Regions from separate parts of the Mus musculus genome. Here region 1 is linked to region 2. The links are chromatin contacts, called in public ChIA-PET maps. All regions are on one chromosome and are shown on one strand. The core of a region is the stretch at or near the end of the contact, and the rest is flanking DNA. Distances in the headings are between cores, read along the strand shown. Region 1 overlaps B4galnt4 (beta-1,4-N-acetyl-galactosaminyl transferase 4). Region 2 has its middle 4.2 kb from the start of Olfr524.

Region 1 (6,778 bases), core at 74-2,573, 860 kb before region 2:
CCGTGCCTACGTCTCTCCAGCTCACATGCTGAGTGGATGTGCTCACCAGTGTCTGGCCTACATGTATGCATGAATATGTATTGAATCACATGCATGTGCATGCCTGGTGCACGTGGAGATCATAAGACAGTACTGGGTCTTTTGGAACTGGAGTCATGGATGGTTGTGAGCCACCACCACGTAGGGTGCTGGGAACTGAATTCTATCCTCTGCAAGAGCAGCAAATGCCAACTGCTGAGCCAGCTCTCCAGCCTGTCTCATCATCATCATCATCACCATCCTCCTCATCATCATCGAGTTTTTTCTTTAACTTGCAGTACTTACAAAAAAACATTTTAGTCTTTATGTGCATGTGCCATGCCTATGGATGTCAGAGGACAAGTTTGTACAAGTTAGTTCTACTATGTGAGTCCTCGTAGTTGACAGCGGATTCATCTTGATAGCTTTGGTAGCATGCTGCCTTCTTCTTTTTTATTTTTTGAGGTAGGGTCTCATTATGTACCCAGGGCACAAAGAGATGACAGCCTCTTTCCAAGCTTCTGGGATTAAAGGAATATGCCACTATGTCTGACTTATAAGATGTCTCCTTTTCCTTCTCCTCTTCCTCCTCCTCCTGCTTTTAAAAAAAGATTTATTTACTTATTATTTTATGTATATGAGTACACTGTAGCTGTACAGATGTTGTGAGCCTTCATGTGGTTGTTGGGAACTGAATTTAGGACTTCTGCTCGCTCCGGTCAGCCCAGCTCACTCAGTCCCTGCTTGCTCTGGCCCAGAGATTTATTATTATAAATAAGTACACTGTTGCTGACTTCAGACACATCAGAAGAGGGCATCAGATCTCATTACGGATGGTTGTGAGCCACCATGTGGTTGCTGGGATTTGAACTCAGGACCTTTGGAAGAGCAGTCAGTGCTCTTATCCACTGAGCCATCTCGCCAGCCCCTGCTGCTGCATTTTAAAGATTGTTTATTTTATATATGTGTGTTTTGTCTTCACATATGTATGTGTACCTGGTAACCTGAGATGTCAGAAGAGGTTGTTAGAGCCCCTGGAGTCAGGGATAATTGTGAGCAACCATGTAGGTGCTGTAGACTGAATCCAGCTCCCTGGGAAGAGCAACAAGTGCTCTTATCCACTGAGCCATCTCCCCAGCTCCTAGACTATGATGCATTTTCAAATCCAACACTTTTCTTGCAAAGCGTCTTTAAGTAGCAGCACTTCATCTGAACTGATACAGAGAAGGCGATGTAGATAACGGTGTGTGTGCTCTGGCTGAGTGGGGTGACAGATCAAGGTCATTCTGGAGACTTGGTGTCACCACATACGCTGGCTCAGCAGCAGTTCCTGTGTGGGAAGTTCTCATGCAGTGACTTTAGCCAGACTCCACAGAAACCAGGTGGAAACATAAGCTACAGGCAGGAAGTGGGTGTTGGGGGGGCGGGGGGCGGGGAGAGCCTGCATTACCCACAGCTACCCTGGTAACCAGAGCTCCGCCTCACCAAGAGAACACTCACAGAAAACAAGTCAGAACTAAAAAAAATATTTCATTTCATTCTGAATAAAAAACAGAACAGACAGAACTCTTGTAAATTCTGAAAACAATGTCGTCGCTACGGAAAATTTCACAGAAATCATCAGGGGGTGTGGGGACCAAGGTGCCTGCCCTGCCACGAGCGCCACCTATCTGCAGTCCCAGAGGAGGCTTTTAGGGACCAGCACAGGTGGTGGCAGAGCCTGAATCAAGCTCAGGACGCAGCTTCTACCTGCTGCACCAAGACCCGGTGGCCCAGAGGGCAGCTAGGTCTTCAGGATCGCTGTGCGCGGGCACCTTTGCGGCTGCGTGTGGCCCACATGCCTCGCTTCGAGTGATAGTGGTGGTAGAAGTGTCGCAGTCGAAGCCTCTCCACCTCCAGCCCTGCCTGCAGGACCCTGGGAGGAGCGGGTGGAACGTCAGAACCCTGGCTCAGGTGCTGTGGCTTGGGGCTGCCCTGGCGGCTGCAGGAGGCCGGGGGTGGGGGGTGGGGGTGGGAAGGGTTCAATGCAGGGTGGGTGGAAGGGATTTTGTGGGTCTCTAAGATCCTGGCAGGTGGAGTTCTGTCATTCCATCCCCTCAAGGGAGGATGATGAGGTGTCTCAGTGTGAGGGAGGGGAGGGCAGTTACCTGTCAAGAAGTTCCCAGTCCTCGCCTCCCCACTGGTCACGGAACTCCTCAGTGTTCATGCCTCCTACTCTGTCAAAGTCTGATTTGTAGATCCCAAAGAGGCCAAATCCATTCACTTCCCAGTAACCTTGAGGTGAGGAGGATAAATAACCATTAGGGTGTGGTCCCTAACATTTTCTCCCTAGAGGACCCTGGGAGGAATTCTAAGAAGCCTGATTTTGGAGACCCTGGGTGGGAGGGAGTGCCTGGTATTTGCTAATAACTAGAGAGCTCCTAGGTTTATAGACGAACGGGTCTTATGTGTATGAATAGGGTCCTATTCTTACCCAGGAGGTCAGGTTTGGAGTTTGCCCTGGTGGTTGTGAGAACCTGGGGCTCCCCAGGGAACACCCAGGTCCTTACCATGTGGGTCCCACGGTGAGCTTCCACAGCCCAGACGCATGACCACAGGGGCGAAGGCCAGCTTGCCCTCCACGCAATGCTTGCGGATGCTGTCCAGGATATTAGGTGGGAAGTGGATGTGCAGGTCACAGAGGAAAACGATGCTGCTGGGGTCCTGTAGGTTGGGAGGTCTGAGCCCTGCTCACCTCCCCAAGGTGAGCTCAGCACCCTCCTTTCTTTCCCCTAAGCCCTTGACTGGCCCACAGACCTCCACGGCATCCACTCCAGTTTGCAGGCCTGCAGAGCGCTCGAAGTTTCCAGTTCGTTTCAAGTACTGGTACCTGCAAGAGGAAAGGAAGGTGGACGGCGGCGTCAGAATAACTCATCTCCTGTAAGAGGAAAGATCCTTGGTTTTCCCGAAATGGTGGTAAACATCGTTACCGAGGTAGCTGAGCCGCACGCAGGGCCCGCTCCACATCCATGTCCTCGCTCTCAAAGTCCACCAAGATGATGTTGAAGTACGAGTCCCCCGTATGCACATGCAGCGCGGTCATATCTGCCAGGAACTGCACTACCCAGCGCGCCTGATTCTTCACTGGAAGAGGGGATGTCACTGAAGCAGCATGACTGGACCGAATGGTTCCCACCTCCCACCCCACCCCCGAACGCCTCATAGTGGCGCACATACCTGGTACAATGAAATGAACCATGACATCCTGACGCCAGGCCAGATGCAAAGGCCGGCAGAGCTCTGGGCGACTGTCTGGGTGGATCGAGGCGGCTGGAGGCGGCTCGGGACTTTCTCCATCTTCGTCCCCAACGCGGGCTCCGGGCAACCGCAGGAAGACGTATTCGGATAGGCGCTGGCGGCTCCCTCCGCGCTCTTGCAATTCCAGTTCCAGGAGGAAGCGGCTCCCGCGTGCAGAGTCGCGGCGCTTCTCCACGTTCACGATGCGTAGAAGCGAGAAGCGCCTGCGAGGCAGGTGTGATTAACCGAGGGTTGTAGCTCTGCTCAACTGCCTCCCCCTTTACCCCGAGAACCACGCGACTGTACTCCCCAGACCGCAATACCTGCAACCCGTTCTATCGCTCCTAAACACAGGTTGACCTTCCCACGTCTCAATTCCCCAGCCCAGCAGGAAATAGGAAAGGCTACACTAGGGGTCGCTGTGAGCCCAGGATTGTCAAGTTCTCCCAGATGTCTTCCTCTGCATGATTTTCTTTGTCCTGAGGTGATGTCTCAGTCTTCTCCTATGGTTAGCATCCCACAAGAACCACCAGGAAGCTGTTAGTTCTCCCACGTGTACCCCTCATACCCGGAGCAGGCCCCTCATTTTGTCTCAGGCCTTAGGCTATTTATTCTGCTTCCCACCCTCTGGTGACAGCTAGCAATCCCCCTATGGGATACCATTGGCATGACCTGAGATGGGAGTCAGCCATACCCAAATCAGGAACTTTCTATCCCCAACCAAACACTTTAGGTTACTCCTTGGGGTAAGCTACCCACACCATAGCACCCAGATGTGCCTATGACCACTCAAGGTGGACAGTCCTATAAAGAGACCAAGAGACTGCCCCATAAGCTGCTCTCAAGAGAACTGCCCTCAGGGTTGGGAATTTAGCTCAGTGGTAGATCATTTGGCCTAGCAAGCACAAGGCCCTGGGTTCAGTCCTCAGCTCTGGGGGAAAAAAAGAGAGACCTGCCCTCTGAGCCACCTAGGTCTGTCCAACATAATCACCAGTGGTGGGAAGGGTCTCCTGGCCCCTTTTGAGGGCTGTCAGGCTCACACCCTCTGGAGCACATCTGTGTACAACCCCTGTCCTGTTCAAACCTTTGTGTGGAGCTTGGCTCTCAACACTGGCTGCCAGATACCTTGTCCTGATATCTGTGCGTTCATCAAAGCCCTAAGAAGGTTTTCCCCTTCCTCCAACCCCTGTCCTGTTCAAACCTTTGTGTGGAGCTTGGCTCTCAACACTGGCTGCCAGATACCTTGTCCTGATATCTGTGCGTTCATCAAAGCCCTAAGAAGGTTTTCCCCTTCCTCCAACCCCTGTCCTGTTCAAACCTTTGTGTGGAGCTTGGCTCTCAACACTGGCTGCCAGATACCTTGTCCTGATATCTGTGCGTTCATCAAAGCCCTAAGAAGGTTTTCCCCTTCCTCAAGGCTGACAATGAACAGAACAGTCTCATAAGAACTCCCTCAAAATGGGGTAGAAACAAGTTTGAAGCCTGAGACCTAGGAGGCCAAAGGCTCCCTTGAACTAGACACAGTCCCCTAGTTGGGACCCTGCAGTGCTCCACAGGTAGAGGTCATGACACTTTAGTGTCTCTGGTTCCTGAAAAGGTTGTCTGCCCACAATCTGGCTACTCCTGACTACTGTCCCCGATGGTTTGGGTTCATCCCTGGGTCTAGGTCTAAGGTGGCAGATGTGGGAATTGGCAGTGAGGAGAGATGAAGTCAGTCTTGAGGGGGGCTCCAGAGAGCCCTTCAACCTGGATAAGTAAGACAGTAGTTACAGAGAGGGAGAAGGGGCTCAGAGAGTTGCTGAGAGCCAAGGAAGTTCTGCGATCCCTGCAGACACCGGCATGCCTTCTCTTCAAGCAGCCGTCTGCCCCGTACCCGCCATGCTTTGCATTTAGCCGCTCCATGTACTGAGCCACTACATCCACCGCTTCGGCCTCAGGAAGTTGCAGGTTCCCGGATACGTTACAGCGCAGGTCGTTCCAGTCAGAGCGCAGGAGCTCGAAGTCCATGGCGCCCACGCTGAACGTGCGCTGCCAGTTGATGGCATCCTCCCGCCAGCGACCCAGGGGCCGCCCAGCGGCCGGCTCCTCCTCTTCCTCACTGTCTTCTGATGTGGCCTCATCACCTGGGGCCCCATCCTCCTCCCCTTCTTCACCCTCTCCTGGCAGCTGTGGCCTGGATACCTGAGACAAGCTCAGGAAGGAAGTCACAGGCTGTGTTTCCACTGAGGAGTTCAAGTCCACTGTGGGCACCATGAGTCCCTGTCCATGTAACTGGCCCTCCCGGCCTCCCTGGCTGGTCTGGGCCCTGACTGGGGGCTTTAGTTCTGTGACCTTGGGGCCACTGGTCCTATAGCCCTGGGTCCGAGGTGGATGTGGGGGTACCCGCAGCTGTACTCTGGGCAGAGGCTTGGGGCGCAGGAAGACGCCAGGGAAGGGTGGCCAGGGTGAGTCTCGCAATGCCCTCGGGGAAGCCCGCTGTCCAGGTCGGACCCTGGTCACGTACACCTTTGAAGGCGACTTCTCCACAGTTCGGGGAGGTGGAGCTCGCCCCAAGAAGAGGGGCAGGGGGCGTGGGGCCCAATTCAGTGCCCGGGAGTGTCTGAGGGTCTGCTCGTCCAGAGGACTAGTTGTAGGTGGGGTCGGGCTGGCTGTCGTTCCAGTGGAGGCTGCTGGGGTGGGGGTCCTGTGGCTCTGCTGTACAGATGCATCGGTGGGCTCCAGGCTGTCTAACAGATCCTGCTCATCCTCCTCATCCAGGAAGTCTGCAGAGAGGGTCTGGTAAGCTCAAGTACCTGGCATTTGGGCTGGGAGTGCAGCAGGACCGAGACACTCACCATCTGGGTTGAGGAAGAGGAAGGCTCTACGCTGAACTTCTTCCTCCTCATCTTCCTCTCCCTCCTCCTTGTCCATTTTCATGTATTTATAGAACCCAAACCTGAGGGAGAAAGTGCATCAGAGACCTTCCTCATCGAGGCTCCTCATTCTCGCTTCTGACAGGCCACGCCCCCACCTACCTTTCCAGGTATAGTGGGGACTCACGGTAGAAGCACTTGTTGTCTGTCTCCATGTGAGTGAGACGGGTATGGTCATTGGGGTAGATGAAGGACAGGTACACCTGCGGGCAGGGCCGATGGCTCAGGGGTAGGGCCTGGGGCAAAGGGTAGCTTTAAGCCGCCGCCTCCCACACCGGGCACTTACAAACTGTAGTCCTTGGTATCTGGCTATGGGGAAATCCTTGAGGATATAGGTGGGGGCATAGGCACAGGGCTCCAGAACATTCTCCAGGCTCAAAGGTTCCATCCGAGGAGCTGCAAAAAGGGCCATCACTTGGGAGCCTGGCCCGGCCTTCACCCCACTCCATCCTCCCCATCCTCTGGAGCCTCCTCTCACTGAGGAAGAAGGTATCCCTGGGGTCTGGGTGCAGCATGTCGGCGCTGGGTTCCCCCTGCGGCGGGAATCCTCCTATGTGGCTGGCTGGAGACTG
Region 2 (6,861 bases), core at 907-3,406:
GGTGCCTACAAAGGCCAGAAGAAGATATCAGATCCTCTGGAACTAGTTACACTCGGTTGTGAACCTCCCAGTATGGGTGCTGAGAACCAAATTCAGGTTCTCTGAAAAAGCAGCAGCAACTGCTCTTAAAAGCGGAGCCATCTCTCCATCCCAGAACCCTTAGTTCTGATTGCCCCTTCCTCCTCCTCCTCCTCCTCCTCTTCCTCCTCCTCCTGCTCCTCCTCCTCCTCCTCCTTCTCCTCCTCCTGCTGCTGCTGCTGCTCTTCTCTATCCTTTCACCCTCCCCCTGTTTAGACTCTTCTATCTCCAATAACCTCCCTCAATGTTTTCTACTGTGAGATTTTAAAATATTTTATTGACATATTCGTTGTACATGGTACTAGGTTTAATGATGATACTTTCATATAACTAAACCATATACTTTGGCCATATTCACCTTCACTCACCTCATTTTCTCCATCCCCTCCTTGCTAGTCACCATCATTCCCCAGCCTTATATCTTCCTCCATGTCTTATATGTATGAATAATTTGTCTATGTACAATCTAGAATCCACAAGTGAAAGAAAACACTTTTCTCTTTGTGTGTTTGTCTGAGTCTGGCTTTATTTCATGTAATATGACTGTCTCTAGCTGCATCCATTTTCCTGCACAGAACTTAAATTTTTTCTTTATAGCTGGATAAAGCTCCATTTTGTGTATGTTTTGTGTCTTTGTCCCTAGGCTTATTCCATAGCTTGGCCATTGTGAGTGCCTCTTCAGAAAACTGATATGCAAGTATTTCTGTGAAATGTTGACCTGGAGACTTCTGTGTGAGTGCCCAGGAGTGGTGTAGCTGGGTTACACAGATGCCCAGAAGTGGGGTAGCTGGGTCACACAGATGCCCAGGAGTGGGGTAGCTGGGTCACACAGATGCCCAGGAGTGGGGTAGCTGGGTCACACAGATGCCCAGGAGTGGGGTAGCTGGGTCACATGAACAGGAGCTGTGTAGTTGAGTCATGTGAATGTTCTTTTTTTGTTTCTGTTTTGTTGTTGTTGTTGTTTTGCTTTATTTTGTTTTTAGGGTTTTTTTTCTTTTTTTGAGGAGCCTCCAGAGTGGAAATTTTTTATTATAAATTTAATTTCTCTGATAATTTCTCTGATACAGGGATATTCAAATAATCTATCCATGATTGAATCGGTGCTTCTGAATGTGTAAAGTTAATCTTCATTGATAAATTAATTGTGATGAAGCTATTTGTAAACTTCTTATATTACTTTTAGCCATTAGTGACATACACAAGATACCCCTCTTCAATCTCTCAAGCCCTACTGATAATTTGTGGGGTTCCTCTTTTATCTTAACTAGTCTTGATAGGATGGAATTCGCTTTATTAACATTTTATCCACTTGACCTCCAGGCTTGTTGATAATCCATATTTTACTTACACTTAATTATTGTTATTTCTTTCTTCCTGTGGGTTGGATTTTATCTGTTCTTTTCTTTCTGTTTCTTAAAACAAAACCCTTTGGCTTTTATCTTTTTTTTTTTCATTCAAAGGAACACCCCAAAGCTATGACTTTCTTGGCACTGCGCCAGCTGCATCCCCAGACTGAGTACTTTGAGGGAAGATAGCATGAGAGTCTCATAAGCTAAACATTTACCTACCAAGGGCCAAAGTCTTTTTCTCCTTTGTGTTTGCATAAAATAAATTAAAACATTGGGATAGGAAAGAAAAAGAAATTAAAACATTAGAGGTATAATAACGAGACCATACCAGTGTTCATGATAAAAATTGCTCCTAACTGCCAAAAACTGAAACATCTCCACTGTATTCTAATCAGCCATAGGTGACCATGGAAAATGGTGGCAAACGTTTCCAATGTGCCGCAGGTATGTGCGACATGGATAATCAAAGCTTAAAACTGGGTGGTTTTACTCATGGTGCATGTTTTGCAGTTCCAGGAGATGAAAAGTCGGCTTTGGAATCAGAAAGCACCAGTGGTCTCCTGAGGGTGAAAGGAGGGAGGTGTGCAGCCCTGGGATACCTGCTATCTTGTTTGCAGGGAGGGTTTCATGGGTGTGTTCCTGAGTCAAAAGCACTTAACTGTGTAACTGTTTGTGGTTATCAAACGTCAACCAAACCTCCTCAAAGCTCTTCGAAAGAAACAGAACGTCCCACCCAAAGGAAACTCCAGACCCAGAACCACAAAGCAGCCACGTTCCTGCAGCTTCCTCTGACCAGCATCTGAGAAGAGCTGACACTCGTAACCAGACGCTGTTAAGTTGCCACGTTAGAAAAACCGACACAGGAAAATCATCATGCTATCATAAGAGGTGCAAAAATGAATAAAATCCACTGGCCATTTATGATCATAAATAATCACAGCCAAGCGTTTGCAAACCAGAGGCTTTACAGAGGGAATACCCACCCTCATCGAACATCTTGCTTCTTGCTCTTACAAATCTGACCAACTCTGCACCAAGAGCTGGAAGCCTGCACAGGAAGATGAACAAAACTCACACCAGAGGGTTAGACAGGGAGCCATAACCAGATAATGTCATTGAGGTAGAAATGCCCGGAGAATGTACACAAAAGCGAGATGTCACAGCAGAGTCCAGCTTACTGAAGACCAAACTACAGGAGCCAGCTATTCATCTTCATGTGCCCCACACATTGGATTAGAAAATGAGTGCTAGACAGGTCCATTTGTAGAAGCAGCAAAAATATCCAATATGTGAGAACTGGCCCCATGAAAGGTATGAAGCCACCTCTATCCAGAAAGCTGAGAGACACTAAAGGGAATGTAAATAACTGGAAATACATCAAGCTGATAGGCTGGAAGCCTCAGTCTACAAAGATGTTGAATTATGGGAGCACAGAACTCCACAAACTGATCTAGAATATACTTGAAATGTTAAATGTGTAGGAACACCTTCCCTGCCTAAGTTGTGTGGAAACATGTTTGAGAAATAATGTGTTCACTGGGTCTTCCCAGAAGTAGAGAGGGCAGGGAGCAGAGAGGGTGGGCCTCTTTTTTCCTTCCTAGGAGTCCCTCTAGCATGGGCATGACGAAGGACATGCAGGTGTGCACTAAAGAGGGACAAAGAGAGAAAGAAGGCAAATCTTAGAGCTGGGGCTTCAGCGTGTCTGCTCCTCAGATAGAAGGGTAGATCTGCTTCGGTGTTGATGTTAGAAGCCAGGAGAGAATGATGGACAAGAAGAGCAGGGTGAGACTTTGCACACTAGAGAGATCTGGGAAGGACCAGGACACCATGCAAAGATGCAGGGCCTCAGGATGCCTGTGGGCACAGATAAGATCACTGGAAGCAGGAAGTTGTTCCCCACCTTGTGGCTTCTTTCTGAGAAATGGGGTTGGTTAAGAGTGAAAGAGCATGCTGGTAGAGGGAGGCAGAGGCCTAGAGGCAGAGACAACAGTGGGAAAGGGACAACAGAGTATTGGAAGCTATACCCCCACTCTCGAATTCTCGGGGGTGAGGGAGCACTATTGTGGAGCAGTGGCTGAGGATTGGACAGGACCATACATAGTCTCTGCACATTCCAGTCTCATTCCAAAGCGCTCCCACTACCACCACAAGGCCACCCAGCATCGATACTTATGACATCTCATCCTCACATCTGAGACCCCCACAGAAACTACGATTATTCTGGATCTGGGATATGGATATTGCTGAAGAGAAAATGAGTAGCCAACATTTGTAAAATGATTTTGATGCAGGCATTATGGAGTCATAGATGCTGGTCCCAGGCAGTCCCCAAAGGTACTGTCAATTAGATCCAAGACCATATGGTAAGCTGTGGGTCCCCTAGCCATAGAAATCTGATCCACTGTCCTCTGTGATTGAAATGGCCTCTCTTCTGCCTGTACATGCCAGAGCTGAAGCCTCCTTGTCAGACCCAAACACTGCACCCTCTCACTACCCACTGCCCTCTGGTCCCTTAGATCATATGCAATATCACCATAGACCTTCAGGTCAAAGCTAGACATGGGGTATACTTAGGAAGATACCTGCCGTATCTGCCATAGTCATGGGGCAGAGATAGTACACCACAGCCCCCAGCAAGGGCAGAGCCATGAGTGTGGTCTTCCCAGGGTCACAGTGCCAAGGCAAGAGGGTCTTGTGTCCCATTTAATAGCTCATCCCACTCTGTAATCCTGAAAATAGGCTGTGCAGGGGTCAGGAAACTTGTGATGAAACAGAACAGCTCTGAGCAGGCCCTGAGCCTGAAAGTGGAGCAAAGCAGGAAGGGGCTCAGGACCCCAGGTGACTTGGTCCTTAAGCCCCTGGTAGGTGTTCAGGGGTCTGTTTGCTCACATCATGCCTCCTATGCCTGCCTTGCCCCCTGAGGTCTTTGGCTGGGCAAATGTCCATTGTCTCCTGGTACAGCCAGTCTGGTTGACAAGCACAGTCTCAGGGGACCACATGAGGATAAGGTGAAAGCAACCTACCAGAAATCACCCAGGGACAGATGCAGGGAGTGGCCTCTACTCCTTCCTCCTGGCTCCAACCTTTTGCCAAGCTCCAGTTAGGCAAAACCTTTTCTGTTGGTTGCTCTGCCAGGAGCCAGAAGAGCTCCCCACACACATGCCCAGTCTACCCCCTAGAAGTACTCTGGGCTGAGGCAAGATGGGGCAAGGCCTGCAGCTTCCCAGCTCACAGCTGACTTCCCCATGCTGAGGTGGAGGGTGAGGTGGGACCTGAGAACACAGAATCCCAAGTCCCACCCATGTGAACAGGATGTCTGAGGAACTCCTGAACCATCTCTGGCCTTTGATATTTGTCTCTGCTGTGAGGGGTCTCTTTTATTGAGTGGAGTCTCTAATGCAGCCAAACTCTGAGTTTGTATCCTCCATGTTCTGATCTTGTTGCAACAGTCACCAAGAATATGAACACCATCCAAGGGCAAAACCCACCTCCCTATCCAGGAGTGCGGTGCCTCGGCTAGTTTCAGCGGAGATTTAGGGAATCCCGGGAGCCTACAGTCAGGTGCTCAGTCATCTCTACCCCAGTCTTGGTCGCCTTCTCCTTCCAAAACCATGAGCCAGTGTTTCTCACATGGAACTCCTCTGCATCTTCAAGGTCAAGGTCCTAGAAGCAGCACTGACTCCAGGAAATCCTGAACGAAGCTATGAAGCCCTTGGTGTCTTCTTAGTGGGCTGGCAATCAGAACAGACTCAAACCCCCAGATCCACCGCCTAGAATCCCCATTAGCACCCACTCAGGTGAGAGCTTGGAGAGGGGGGTGTAAATACATGTGTTCACATGTCTATGTGCATCCCTGTGTATGCACATGAGTGTGTCTCTCAGTCTATGTATGCCTGCATATTGCTGTGTGTATGTATCTACACTTGTATATATGTGCCTGCATGTATCTGTGAGCATCTGTGTGTGTGCCTATGTATATCTATGCTACATCTGCATGTGCACCTGCTTGTGTCTGTGTGTGCATCTTCATGAGCCTGTACAAAAGCCTCATGTATTTGCACATGCTTCATCCTGGTTGTGTGTGTGTGTGTGTGTGTGTGTGTGTGTGTGTGTGTGTGTATCCAGGTGTGCCTTCACACGTCTGTATGAACCTGGGCTGCAGCCTAGCTCAGCAGTAAGCCTGAAACTGATTTCTGGTGACCATGTTCCTCCTGGGCAGATGTTCACATGAAGGGGCAACATGTCTGTGTTTTCAAGATCATTGCTGTTTGAGGCTGTGATTGTCCACAGGCTGTGAGAATGGGATGGAGGCTATTGAGGCTGGGAGGTTGGTGTTTGTCCCCTGGCTATCTGTGTGCGCCAGAGGTGGATTTGCTTGGAGGCATATCTGTCTATGTGTCAGGAGTCTGCTATCCTTGTGAGGGAATATGCTCTGTATGTATACATGTGGCATGGAGGTAAGCTCAGATGCCCTGTAAGTGAACCTAAGTTTAAATAGGAGAGTTGAGATTAGGTGTTAGGTTTTGGAGGAGCTCGTGTGCTACATGTGAACTTTCTGAGTACTTCCCATAGTGTCTCCAAATCGAGAACAGGACTCTAGTCCAGGCTCTAGTGCTCCAGGTTCAGCAGCCCTGGGTCCCCAGCACCACCCATTTTGTCCCCACTTGTCTGAGTCAGGTGCTTGGACCATGCGACAGCTACTCCTTTCAGAGAAAAAAACAGCTGGAAAAGAGGATATTTGTCTCATGCACACAGCTAATGGGCAACAGATCTAAGCAGAAGGCAGTTGTGGGTCACAGGAGCTGCATCAGGGAAAGATTTACCTAACTCAGTTCCTAGATAGGTCGCTTAGAGACAGCAGTATCAATGATCCAGCTATGCAAAAGAAGGGTCTCTGTACCATAGCCCCAGTCTAATAAGACCTGCCCAGGCCACCATACCTGATCTTCCAATGTCTTTCCAGATAACCAGCCTTGCTTAGACCTGCTGGCAGATAAACTTGTCCTTTCCAGCCAGCTCAAGACTGGCACCTACAGAGCCATAAACCTTCTCTGCTCCCTGGAGCCATCAGGGCAGGTAACCTGTCAGGTTCCCTGTTCTTAGAGCATGCCTTCCACCCATCCTTGAGGAGATGAGGCAGGGACCGTGTCTGCTATGGCTTGTCCGGGTAGCCAGTGGGAGTCCTGCCATAAACCTGGTTGACAGAAGAGTCCAGGGCTTGTGGGTAAGAGATGTCCTGTTCAAAGTTACAGCCCAAGAAAAGAGGGGCAGTGTGAGCTCAGTTCCTGGAACTCTGCTGCATCTGTGGTCTCTAGAAGGAGAACTGCACACCAATGCCCCTCCTTGCTCAGGCACTGAGCAGCGTGCTGGGATAGGCTGGAGGCACAAAATTCTTGAGGCAGAAAAAAAGAGTACCTGGTAAGCCTAGGAATGG

The links. ChIA-PET counts read pairs in DNA pulled down with a chosen protein or histone mark.
Region 1: a contact with region 2 is called in an RNA polymerase II ChIA-PET map of memory CD8 T cells, with 77 read pairs. The contact joins two enhancer-like sites. A contact is called at or near these places in 1 of 39 promoter capture datasets (liver) and 1 of 115 datasets of contacts at active chromatin or transcription factors (memory CD8 T cells).

What each region holds. Positions count from the first base shown.
Region 1 is chr7:141,067,151-141,073,928 of GRCm38.p6, reverse strand. B4galnt4 (beta-1,4-N-acetyl-galactosaminyl transferase 4) reads right to left here. Exons shown (of 20, transcript NM_177897.4): 10 at 6,685-6,778; 11 at 6,493-6,602; 12 at 6,309-6,409; 13 at 6,129-6,229; 14 at 5,168-6,056; 15 at 3,235-3,518; 16 at 2,988-3,141; 17 at 2,815-2,887; 18 at 2,568-2,721; 19 at 2,166-2,292; 20 at 1,529-1,933. The coding sequence ends at 1,810. Among named protein-coding and RNA genes, the nearest start is that of Pkp3, 9.2 kb to the left of the region's middle. Within about 2 kb of position 1,323, at least 58 of the 459 cell types and tissues checked have an H3K27ac peak or open chromatin away from gene starts, as enhancers often do. A contact at or near this core is called in memory CD8 T cells, where this site is marked.
Region 2 is chr7:140,203,571-140,210,431 of GRCm38.p6, reverse strand. It overlaps a transcript of Cd163l1 not described here and a transcript of Olfr524 not described here. Among named protein-coding and RNA genes, the nearest start is that of Olfr524, 4.2 kb to the right of the region's middle. Within about 2 kb of position 2,156, at least 33 of the 459 cell types and tissues checked have an H3K27ac peak or open chromatin away from gene starts, as enhancers often do. A contact at or near this core is called in memory CD8 T cells, where this site is marked.